Regions from separate parts of the Mus musculus genome. Here region 2 is linked to region 1. Evidence: chromatin contacts called from public HiChIP or PLAC-seq data. All regions are on one chromosome and are shown on one strand. Each heading gives the region's core, a stretch centred on a gene start, on an enhancer-like site or on the middle of the called end of the contact. The rest is flanking DNA. Distances are from core to core; before and after follow the strand shown.

Evidence for each region. HiChIP or PLAC-seq counts read pairs in DNA pulled down with a chosen protein or histone mark.
Region 2: a contact with region 1 is called in a BATF HiChIP or PLAC-seq map of CD8 T cells, with 6 read pairs. The contact joins the enhancer-like site here to the promoter of Hsd11b1 in region 1. A contact is called at or near these places in 18 of 484 Hi-C or Micro-C datasets (the G1E-ER4 cell line, the P5424 cell line, Th1 cells and 10 more), 1 of 115 datasets of contacts at active chromatin or transcription factors (CD8 T cells) and 2 of 9 other capture datasets (adipose tissue and pancreatic islet).

What each region holds. Positions count from the first base shown.
Region 1 is chr1:193,239,638-193,245,483 of GRCm38.p6, reverse strand. Hsd11b1 (hydroxysteroid 11-beta dehydrogenase 1) reads left to right here and starts at 3,124. Exons shown (of 6, transcript NM_001044751.1): 1 at 3,124-3,309; 2 at 4,022-4,152; 3 at 4,846-4,957; 4 at 5,068-5,253. The coding sequence starts at 3,222.
Region 2 is chr1:193,438,346-193,444,191 of GRCm38.p6, reverse strand. No RefSeq gene overlaps it. Among named protein-coding and RNA genes, the nearest start is that of Gm31753, 38 kb to the left of the region's middle. Within about 2 kb of position 3,466, at least 6 of the 459 cell types and tissues checked have an H3K27ac peak or open chromatin away from gene starts, as enhancers often do. A contact at or near this core is called in CD8 T cells, the P5424 cell line and uterus, where this site is marked.

The sequences.
Region 1 (5,846 bases), core at 1,875-4,374:
ACACTGTCTAAATCTCTGCATCAATATCAATAGGAAAACCACATGTGAAAGTTCTTTGACACTGGGAACTGATGAGACTTTAGTCGGTAAAGTGCTCACCATACAAGCATTGGAACCCAAGTTTGATTCCCAGAATCCACATGAAAATCTTGGTATGGTGGCCTGTGCTTGTAATCGCAGAGCTGGGAAGGCAAATGTACAAGGATCCCCAGAGCTCTCTGCTCAGAGAGCCTAGCCAAATGGGTGCGCTCCAGGTTTAGAGCAGCACTTTGGTCCCATTAAAGCAAAGTGGACAACTCTTGAGAAAGGACTTCTAGCCTCCACACACACCTGCACCTGCACTATTACACACACACACATGTACACATTACACCTCACATACAGAGGCTCTCACACACAAGCTCACACACATACACACACACATGTGCACACACATACAAGCTCTCACACACCACACACACATGCACACATGTGCATATACACACCTTGCACACATGTGCTCACACACACACAAGCTCACACTCATACAGAAACATACACAATTCTTTGGTAACAGTTTCAGTGGTATACAACTATAATCCCAAAGCTCAGAAAGCTGAGGCAGAAAAAAAAAATCACAACTTCATGGTCAGCTGGGTTGCATAGCAAGACTTTGACTCAAAATACCAGGTAACACCAAAAGAAAAGAAAAGCTTCCGAGACTCGAGTGTCTGAGAACTGCTGATGTATCCCAACGGCTACACATCTGTCTATTTAGTGCATTTTATATGACAGTTCTTCATTCTTACTCATGGAAATCAGGGCAGTGGGTGTGTTTCTGTCTTAACAGCATGATAGCTACTGGGTTCTTTGATGATCTAATGGTGGTTTGGGGTCTTTATGTGTCTTCTGAGAGACAGTGTTGGACTGTCACTGACTTGAGCCACTGATCAGCATTTTTGTGCGCACACACACACACACACACACACACACACACGCGCGCACACACACACAGACGCTGCAAAATCTGGCTTCTGCTGCCCCCAGCCTGTTACATTCAGCCCACCACACACATAGCTGTCTACACTTTAAGCTTGTGTTTTCTACATGAAATGACAGCCGTCTCCCCAGTCCCCACTCTCTCATCCCTTTCTTTTCTCTCTGTCTTTTTATCATTCCTTTCTTCTCTTTCTTGTTTCTCTGTGTTCTTCACTCCTATCTTCCTTTTGTATCATGATTTTTTTAAATGATTCTTTCTTGTTCCCTATAATTTCACTCACTACAAAGCACATTTAAAAAAAAATTATTATCTTATTTTCTGCGTGCAAGTAAATGATTTCGCTGTTATATAAGGCTAAGAATGCAGTCTTATTTTCTCCCCTCCCCCCCCCCCCCCGTGAAGGAACGTGGAGTCCTGTCTGTCATGTGTCTTGGTAGCATAAAAGCTTTTCTGAGAATACTCAGATGCTGCCAGTCTTGACAACATGGCTGCACCTCCCACTTACATTGCAGCCTTTCTATTTTTGTCATCTGCGCCCTCGGCTCCAGCTCTCTGCTGTTCTCAAACCATTATTGTCTTCTGGAAGCAACCCTCACAGCTGTGGCCTTTGTTGACAAATTGTTTCGTCTCCTCTGGGCCTTAAATTATTTTCTCTGAAGTAAAAAGTCACCGGATCTTTCCAGAGACTGTTTTAGGGTCATAATTTGGTTTCTCCAAACTCTGAATGATTCAGATCTTTCCCATCGTTGATCCCCAATCTCTCCTCATAGGCCAGACACTCATTCTTGACATTCCAGCTTCTCTACATGCTCTGCAGTTACTCACAGTTCAGGATTGGCTTTGTTCTGGGTGATTTTCATGACACGGGTGGCAAGTTTTAAGCTGAAAAACTTAACTGTGGTGTGTCTTTAACTCTTTGAGGATTATTCTTTAATAAAATCTTGCTACACATAAAAGAAGGTGATTATTTCTGCCTTGTCATAACGACACATTTTTAATTGCTAGAGTGTCTCTTGTCTTGATGCTCCTGTTGGATCGTTTTTTACCTGGGACTTGGATGCTCTATGCTAGTTTTACTTCAAGTACATCCCTTGGAACTTTATGGCAACAGGTATGGAATCCCAACTCTTTGGGAGGCTGAGGCAGGAGGATCGCAAGTCTGAGGCTACAGAGCAAGTTCCAGGCAAGCCTGATCAACTTAACTGAGACCCAGACTCAAAGTAGAGGTCAAAAGGTTAGCACTGCAGCTTATGAGCGAGCAGTGTGGCTATAGCCAAAGATGGTCTAGATCTTCTAGTCTGGCCTCCTTTTCTCAGCATCCTCTTCTGTTCCTCGCTGCTCCACAGCATTTGCATAACCCAGTTTAACAACCTGCTGCCTTTCTTCCCGTTTTGGGGCCCATTGTTCCTTCTTCATTCTCTGTTAAAGTAATAAGGGTGAGCTCCCTTGCACTTGCCTGAGAGTCTTGAACTGAGCTTGGGTTTCCCGCCATCTGGGTCTGGCTGGGTTGCAACTTCTCTTTGATGTTGTAATGCTTTTTCATTGAACTGGAGTGTGGGGCTTATATGGCTTGTTTGCTTTATTCTTTTTTCTCCTAAGACATGCACATTTTTTTTCCCTTGAGCTTATTTTGCTGTTTTGTGTTCTTATTTTTAATTGCTTCTGACTGGGGAGTGGGGCCAAGGGTGAGATTTGGCTTGAGTTTAGCTCTATTTGATATCATTCATATTTCCCCAAAGCCCCACATGCTCAGGGGTTCTTAGGTGCTGTTTCTCTCTGTGTGTATCTCTGTCTCTGTCTCTCTTTCTCTCCCTCCCTCCCTCTCTTTCTCCCTTCCTCCTTCCCTCCCTTGCTCTGCCCTCTCCCCCTCCCTCCCTGACAAGCCATTCTTGCAAGGCCATTCTGCCGTGTGCAAAGGATGTCGCAGTAGGAGATGCTCAGGAACCCAGCCCTGCACAGTCATGAGCCTGGCCATCTGGAAGTTGCCTCTTACTCAATGAAATGGAGTAAACATTGTCCATTATGAAATCCACCACGCAGGCTGCCAGGGACGAATGGGATCCCACCCAAAGCCAATCGTTGCTCTGACAGGGAAGTTGGCTAGTGCTGCCTGAGACTACTCCAGCCTCCCCCGTCCCTGATGTCACAATTCAGAGGCTGCTGCCTGCCTGGGAGGTTGTAGAAAGCTCTGCAGGTTTTCTTCGTGTGTCCTACAGGGCGCCCTGAGCCAGGTCCCTGTTTGATGGCAGTTATGAAAAATTACCTCCTCCCGATCCTGGTGCTCTTCCTGGCCTACTACTACTATTCTACAAATGAAGAGTTCAGACCAGGTGAGTACCACTGTGTCTCATTTGGAGAAACAGGCTTAAAACACAGAGGTGCTGGAATGTTCCTAAAGTTCTAGCTGTGTTCTTGATCCCTACATCACTGATTCAAACCCTAATGTTGAATCTGTAACCCTGTATCCTCCAGCCACAGACTGTGGGCAGGAGAGGACTGGGAGGGGGTGAGCCTTACAGCCAAGGAGGTCATGCTTTGCTGGACCTACAGCATGGAAAGTGATGTCAGATCTACAGAAGGGAAGGTAGTACCCAGACACAGGGCTCATCCAGATAGCTGTGTTCCATGGAGATACTGATAGCCGAGAATCAAAAAAAAAAAAAAAAAGGGTTATGAAGTTGATGACTAAGTAGATGGGCTGAAATCTCTGTGAACACATTTTGTGATGCTCTTTTAAATTCCCTTTCAAGTTAGCAAAATTAGATTATGACAAAAGGGTTGAACTTGGGTACTTTCACCAAACTCTGACCTCTCTGGCCTTGTCTCTATGATCTCTGCGTGTGGAGATTTTTAGAAATGATAGCAGGATGGCTCGGCTCTGGACATCCAGGCCAAACCCATGTTTGAGAGCCTGTTTATGAATAACCGCAAGTGCAGCTTCAGTGGTTACAGCATGAGATAAAATGATCTGGGCTCACAACCTCTAAGTATGGAAAGCAAGACAAGGCTTTGGGGACACTCACGGCTTCTGTGGTTCCCCAGAAATGCTCCAGGGAAAGAAAGTGATTGTCACTGGGGCCAGCAAAGGGATTGGAAGAGAAATGGCATATCATCTGTCAAAAATGGGAGCCCATGTGGTATTGACTGCCAGGTCGGAGGAAGGTCTCCAGAAGGTGAGTGTTCTGTGTCCCCCTTATAGTCTCACACTTAATGTACAAAGTCTTGCCCCCCCACCCAATACACACACACACACACACACACACACACACACACACTTGCATGTGTTTGGTGTTGGTAGCCACAGAGTTCTTTGACTGTGTATGTTCATAGTTGTACCTGTTCATACACATTGCCCTTGTGCAGATACATGTATTCAGAGACTGGGGTTCCTGTATCTGCTCATGCATTTATTTATGTTGGCATGCCCCATAGTCTCACAAGTTTGAGAGCCCTAGGTCATACAACACTCAAACTCCGATCTACCCACATAGAAACAAGCACCCACACCCACAATGCATTTGGAAACATTTGTTTATAAACCCTGCAGAGATAAACAATAGACTTAAACTCTCACACAATGATGATTTATCCAATTAATATATTTCAGAGGACAATGATCATCTAAAGATATATATATATACCAATCTGGCCTTGAGGGCCAAAGATCTGCCCACCTTTGCCTTCTGAGTGCTGGGATCAAAGGTATGTGCCACCACCACCTGGCATCATCTGAGAATACTAGACACTCCCCCCCCACACACACACAGAGCTCTGGAACAAACTTTCATTTAAACCCCAGTTACCCCAAACACTGCACATGAAAGCCTACGACCAAGATGACCACCATCTCCGCTATGTCTCTGTAGGTAGTGTCTCGCTGCCTTGAACTCGGAGCAGCCTCTGCTCACTACATTGCTGGCACTATGGAAGACATGACATTTGCGGAGCAATTTATTGTCAAGGCGGGAAAGCTCATGGGTAAGGCTTCCCCTCTCCTTTGCTTCTCTGGGTTAAGATCTTTCAGGAGGGAAAGGGGACAGGACTGGCTCCCGGTGGTCTTCCAAGTCAGCGCATCTATCTCTTTGCAGGCGGACTGGACATGCTTATTCTAAACCACATCACTCAGACCTCGCTGTCTCTCTTCCATGACGACATCCACTCTGTGCGAAGAGTCATGGAGGTCAACTTCCTCAGCTACGTGGTCATGAGCACAGCCGCCTTGCCCATGCTGAAGCAGAGCAATGGCAGCATTGCCGTCATCTCCTCCTTGGCTGGTGAGTGGAGCAGGGGTCAGGATAGAAGTGGAGAAAAGAATAAGGCTAGGGCTATGCTGGACTCTGTGCTGGGCACAAGTTCGAGTTAGGTTTCCATACAGGAAAGACACACTGCACGCACATTAAAATGCTCATGGTGATATTACACAGAAGCCAGTAATACACAGACAGGTTCACTCATCAGGGACTTGGGATGTACACTCGGTGAGGAAGGGACATGAATGTTAAGAGAAAGAGAAACTGAGAGGAACTAATGGCCCCCAAAAAGTCAGGCTTGGTCAAAGCAGGACTATAAAATCTCCTAAGAGAACAAACAAAAATCAACAGCCCGGGATGCCCGTGGGAAACCTGGTGTGTGAGCCATGCCTGGGAGAGGATAGGGATAGGAAAAGCTGCTGAGGCGTAGCCAGTTCCGGTCTTTTCACAAGAGTGACCTGGTCATAATGAACAGAAAAGACGCTGTTTCCATCATAACTAAGAGCCACAGGGCAGTGCATCATTGGATCCAAAAGCAGAAATAAAAATCGAATAACTTACGGACACACAGCAGGGTGGTTGGCTGGGAAAAGGGATCTAAAACATAACAATGGAGA
Region 2 (5,846 bases), core at 2,217-4,716, 200 kb before region 1:
GCATGTGGGCGGGAAGTGTGACAGTGTGTAGGCAGACTTGGTGCTGGAGGAGCAAAGAGTTCTACATCTTGAACCTAAGGCCACTAGAAGAAGACTGACTCTTCTGCACCAGACAGGGCTTGAACACAAGGAGCCCTCAAAGCCCACCTACACAGTGACACATGTCTACCAACAAGGCCACACCTCCTAATAGAAGCACTTCCAGTAGGCCAAATATATTCAAACCACCACAATACTTTTATAAAAATATTTTTTTTCAGGGCTAGAGAAATGATTCAGTGGCTAAGAGCACTTATTGGATCCAAGTTTCAGCCCCAGCATTCAAATTTGGCAGCTCACAACTACTTATACTACAGTTCTGGAGAATCCAACACCTGAAGGTCTGCCCCCCCACATGGTGCACACAAATTTATGGAGGCATACATACATACACATGAATAAAAGTAAATAAATAACTTAAAATTGTTTTTCAAAAGCTATTGAGAAGCCAAACATGGCAGCACACACCTAAAATTCTAGCACTCAGGACACTGAGACAGGAAGGTCCTTTAATCCAGGGCAGCATGGGCTACAGAGCAGGATCCCACCTCAAACAAGCAAAAGGAGAAGAATTCCAAGAGCCCTTTAGAACTGTGAACATTCTTTGCCTCTGTACCAAACGGCAACAAGCACGTACTTGTTCATAAAGGTTATTGTGGAATCTAAGATTCACCAATGGACCAATAATTTTCCTCAAAGATTCCTTGAAGAACTAGGAACTGTCAGGCTCCACAGTAGAAGATAAAAGTTTTGCAAAATTCTGGGACTGGAGAGGTTGTTCAGTGGTTAGAACAATGCTGCTCTTGCAGAGGACCTTGGCTCTCTTCTCAGCACCCACATGGTGGCTCACAGCCATCTGTAACTCCAGTTAAAAGGGTATCAATGCCCTTTTCTGACCTCTGTGTTCACTGCACTTATATGGCTCACATGCACACATGCAAATGCATACACATAACATAAATAATAATAAATCTAAAAAAACTTCCCAGAATGCAATTTTCAATTGAAAATACAGTTTCACGAAGCAAGAGTGTTGCTAGTTGTTGACTTCAAACTGACTAGACTATGCAGTATAACTATTAAACATACTAGCTGAATACCCACCCCTAATGGGTGACAGTTTACTAGCAATCCTTTCTGGGAAAGGCATGTAGCCTGACCCACCACAGAAGCCATCATACACCCATACAGGCAGCTGTTCATGGTGCTTTGATGAGCAGCAGAGGAATCCGTGAAATCATTCTTATATTGTTAGACAAAATAGTTTTTAATCATAAAGGAAGTCTTAAGGGAAACTAACTTTGTTTTCTTGTTGTTGTTGTTTGAGTTTTTATTGTTGCTTGTTTGTTTATTTTGGGGCTAGGATCCCATGGAGCCTAGCTTGTGATGGAGGATGGCCTTGAATTTTTGTTTCCCTGCCTCTATCTCCCAAGTAATGGTGTCACAGGCATGTGCCACCACATGGCTATGTTTTATGCAATGGTAGGAGTTGAACCCAGGGCTTAGTGCATGTAGGGTAAGCGACTCCCCAGCTCAGTCAATCTTAAAACAACAACGAAAATAAAACAGCAACGGTCAGGTGGTTAAGAACATGAGTCCTTCATTTGTGTATTGTTTGGTTTATACTAAACTACCAACAATTTTTTTTGCTTTTTCACAATATATGCACCAACCATCTACCATGAGAATGCCACTATAAATAAAAACATGTCTTCGTTTTAGAACGTGCTTTGATCTCACATATATCCTGAAAGAGTACTAGAGATACCCAGAGACTCGACGCCACTGTCCTAGGACAACCACCAAATAAAACTAGTCTGTTTCCATTCTGTGCAGCAAGAAGTCGAACAGGTCCACAGCATCCTCAGGAGAAATGGGGAAGTTCTATTACTCTGCTGCTCAAATGAGGAATTCCCTTTTGAAAGGGTTGCTCCTAAGTGCATGAATACTTTATAATGAAATGAAAATAAGAATTAATATCACAGGCCAAACAGATTATCAGGCTGCCAGCTCTAGTGTGGAAGCTTTCAGCTGCATTTGTAAGCTCCTTGAATGCTCTCTTCTGCCCTCTCTCCATGATCAAGATGAGGAAGTCAGTGAAGCCACCATGCTCAAGAGTGAAAACATGGCCAGGACTCAGTCAGCAGGCAGCCTGGAGGCCTGGAGCAGAAGCCGGGTTTGGCCTAGATGCACAGGGTTTTGTGATTGGATCATTGGCCTTGCCAAGTTGGACTCAGACTTACACTTGGTTTTTGTTTGTTTGTTTGTTTGTTTGTTTACCTGTGGGACCTCTGCTAATGCACTTTGACCTTTCTCATTTCTTTATCTATGGACATCAATTATATCCACTCTCAGAAAGCACAAAATGAAACAGTGAAGGTCAAACTACCAACTCTGACTTTGTAATTACCTATTAATATTATTGCCACTGAAAGCCTACACGAGAGGTCCTACACTCTAAAAACAGTGTATGAGCAAAGATTATGTACAGACCGGGTCCTCAAGGAGCTGTGAAGAGTCAGCCAGGGAAGAAGGGCCGGTAATAACAGAAGCACTGGACCATAGACCTTAGAAGAGAAAGACCCTGTGTCCATCATAAAACTCGGAGAACCTCATCCTCTTTCCACTCAGGGATCATGCACAGGAAAACCAGATAAATGTCAAGCTGCTAGAAGCTGCAGACCCTGCAGCCACCTTCCTGTGAGTCTGAAATGGTCTCCTCCACCACCAAGACACTCCATGAAAGCCCTGTGCCCTGTACACTTCACTTTAACTGAGATAAAGAACAGCTGGCATGAGAAAACACACCACAGGGTTATTCTACAAAGCAGACTTCCTGAGTCTCCTGTGGGCAGAATGTAGGCTTTCACCAACTGGGCTCCCATGGAGGACAGGGCTAAGCTGTGAGGTAGGAGACTCCATGGGCTCTGGCAGCTTGAAGCCAACATCCAAGACTTGATGCTAGCTGACTTCATCTTGTTTCTATACTACCACAAGGAAGATGATGAATTCCTAAGAGAGAGAGAGATTCTGCCAATGATAGGGCTGCTTCCTGTGAGCATCCCTGCACTCTGGGGAATGTAACTGTGACATCCCTCATACCCTCCCAGAAGGAGCAAAGAAAACAGCTCCCTACACTATGCTGAGGAAGAAAGCTGGGCTCCTTGAAAATGCTACACCAACAATGTGACTTTTGCTTGCAGAATAAGATGAAACAGCCACTTAGGAATAAGAGACACAATTTTGAAGTTAGCTGTGCCTTGATCCCCACATCTGCTGAGCAGGAGTAATTAAAGTGAAAGGAAAAACCAATGACAAGTTAATAGCAGTGCTAAAATCTCAAAGGGAAGGATGCCAGGCTATCCAGCAAGGCAGACCAGCAAGGCAGTCAGGAAATGCCTAAGGAGCAGAACCCACCTGACACTTCTCAGCTCTGGCCTGCAGGGGGCGCTTGCTTGCTCAGGCCTTTACCTTCTTCCCAGGGAAACTACCAGGTAGGATCACCCTTGTCAACCTTACTATACCACCTGTAGGGATGCTGTCCCTCCTAGAAGTCCTGGAAGCCAAACACTTGAGAACCTTACCTCTGTCAAGGAGGTCATAGCTATCTTCCTTTGGGCAGAGCTGGCAGCCAGGCAGAGCATGCTGCACTGACTCTCTCTAGACTCAACACTCCAAAATCAAGGGTTTCATCTAATAGTTTTAGAGCTACAGGGTACCATTGAGCTGAGCAACTGTGGTGAGGTGAAGGGCTCAGAGAAGGCAGCCTGAACCAGGAAGTGGAAACCATGGGATTCACCAATGCTGCTTTTTTTTTTTTTTTTCAAAGAAAATCTCTAAGTGTCTTTGAGTCTTTATGTCTATGTGTCTAAGAATCTTTGGTCACATTTCCAAATTCTCCAGCCTCGAGTTGCTCTGTTCTTGCAGCCACACAGAGCCCTTCTCAGCTCCCTGTGTGTTTTATCTACGTACTAGTTAGTGTTCCCTAAGCAAACAGGACCAGAGGGATGCATAGACTATGAAGTTAGCTTATGCCAAGAGAGTAACATCTGAAACACACCTGATGAGCTGAGAACCCCGTGGTTGCTTGGTCCTTGAGGCTCAGAGCCTCAGCAGTCAGGGAAGTCCTACAGTTGTTTTACTGAGGAAGCCAACAACCCTGTCGCTGTTCAGTCTGTGAAGTTGGGGGTCTCAGTAGTCCCCCAATATGGAGCCAAAAACCTGGAGAGCTGCTGGTCCTTAGTCCATAACTGAAGCCTGGAAACAGTAGTTCTGATGTCATGCAAAGAAAAAGCAGCAGCAGCAGTTAGATCAACCTGGTGGCAGGAGGGAAAGCCAAATGTCCAAAAGGTCATATTATAAAGATGTCCACAATCCGAGGACTTGAGGGTGACTGTAACTTTCAGCTAAATGTGTCTCACTCACTTTTTTATCTGGGCTGCTACCACAAAGCGCTTCCCACAATGAGAGGTTGGGTCTTCCTGCATCAGTTAAGGCCATCAGGACAGAGATTCAGGAGATGCTCTCTACTCAGCTGATACTACTTTGTGCCAAGTTGACATTAAAACTCACCAACAGCGTTGGCCCCTCCCACTCCTCTGTCATTTTTAAAGTCTGTGGCACTGGCCATCAAACTCAGGACCTCACACATGTGCTTGGCAGGCACCGTACAGCTGACCCATATCTGCAGCCTCTCTGTTCCTTTTATGCAAAACAGCAGCAAGAGATCTGTCAAGGATCAACTCTATGCACGTGTTCCTCTGGGCTCCTTAATTACTTATGTTATAACGCATGCACATTGCACTGAAAAGTTCTTTAAAAAACAGCCTACTTCTACTAACAACCTCTTTATTAACAGGTTGCTGTGTTCTGGGGACTGGGGTAGACTTTTACATATATAACCTTGATACTTTGCAGAGCTCTTTAGGGCAGACATCTTCATCCTCATTTTAAGAAGTTCAGAAACACCGAGAAGGGCTCAAGCATCCACAGCTGACATTAGAGATGGATTTCCAGCTCTAGATCTGGGTGCACAATCCAGTGATCCTCCACAGCCAGGGTGTGGTTGATTGAGTTTTTTTGACCCTTGGATTCCATTATGTTCTTATAAAGATGTCCACAATCCGAGGACTTGAGGGTGAGTGTAACTTTCAGCTAAATGTGTCTCACTCACCGGGCATGTCCCTCAGCATCCCACTTGCCCTTGTTGTATTTAATTTTTGCCCAAGTACCCAATAAGTAGGCATCATCATTATCCACATCCATCAGAGCACCCGACTGCGATAGATGCTCTACTCACTTGTTGAACGAATTGGCCTCCTCAACACTGGTGCGGTAGCTGAAGCCAAATACTAAGTTCATGGGGCATATGGAGAGGCAAGCAGCAGAGCTGAGATGGGGGTCAGGGTATAGCACTCTCTGTGACCAAAGCAGGAAGGCTGGGGACAACTGCCTCTTGCTTCAGCTCAGACAATGGCATCTAGCCTTTCCTAGCAGATCAGGACTTTTCTGAGTTGAGATTTCTTACAAAGATTGCTGAAGCTGATGTTGGGTGGAATAGACAACTTGGAAATCTTAAGATCTGGTTTTTGTTTGTTTTCTTCTTCTTTTTAAAGCCAGACAATAGAATAGCCTCATCACCTAATCAGCCTGAGTGTAGTTTCTGCCTCAGTCACCAGGCTCAAGCCAATCACAGAGCAGGAAAGAGTGAAGATGTGACAGGGTAGTAATGACAGTTCCATCAATCCTTATGATCTGCATGGCCAGGTATGTCCTGAGACTCAGTCAAACCATGTAAGGAATTACCC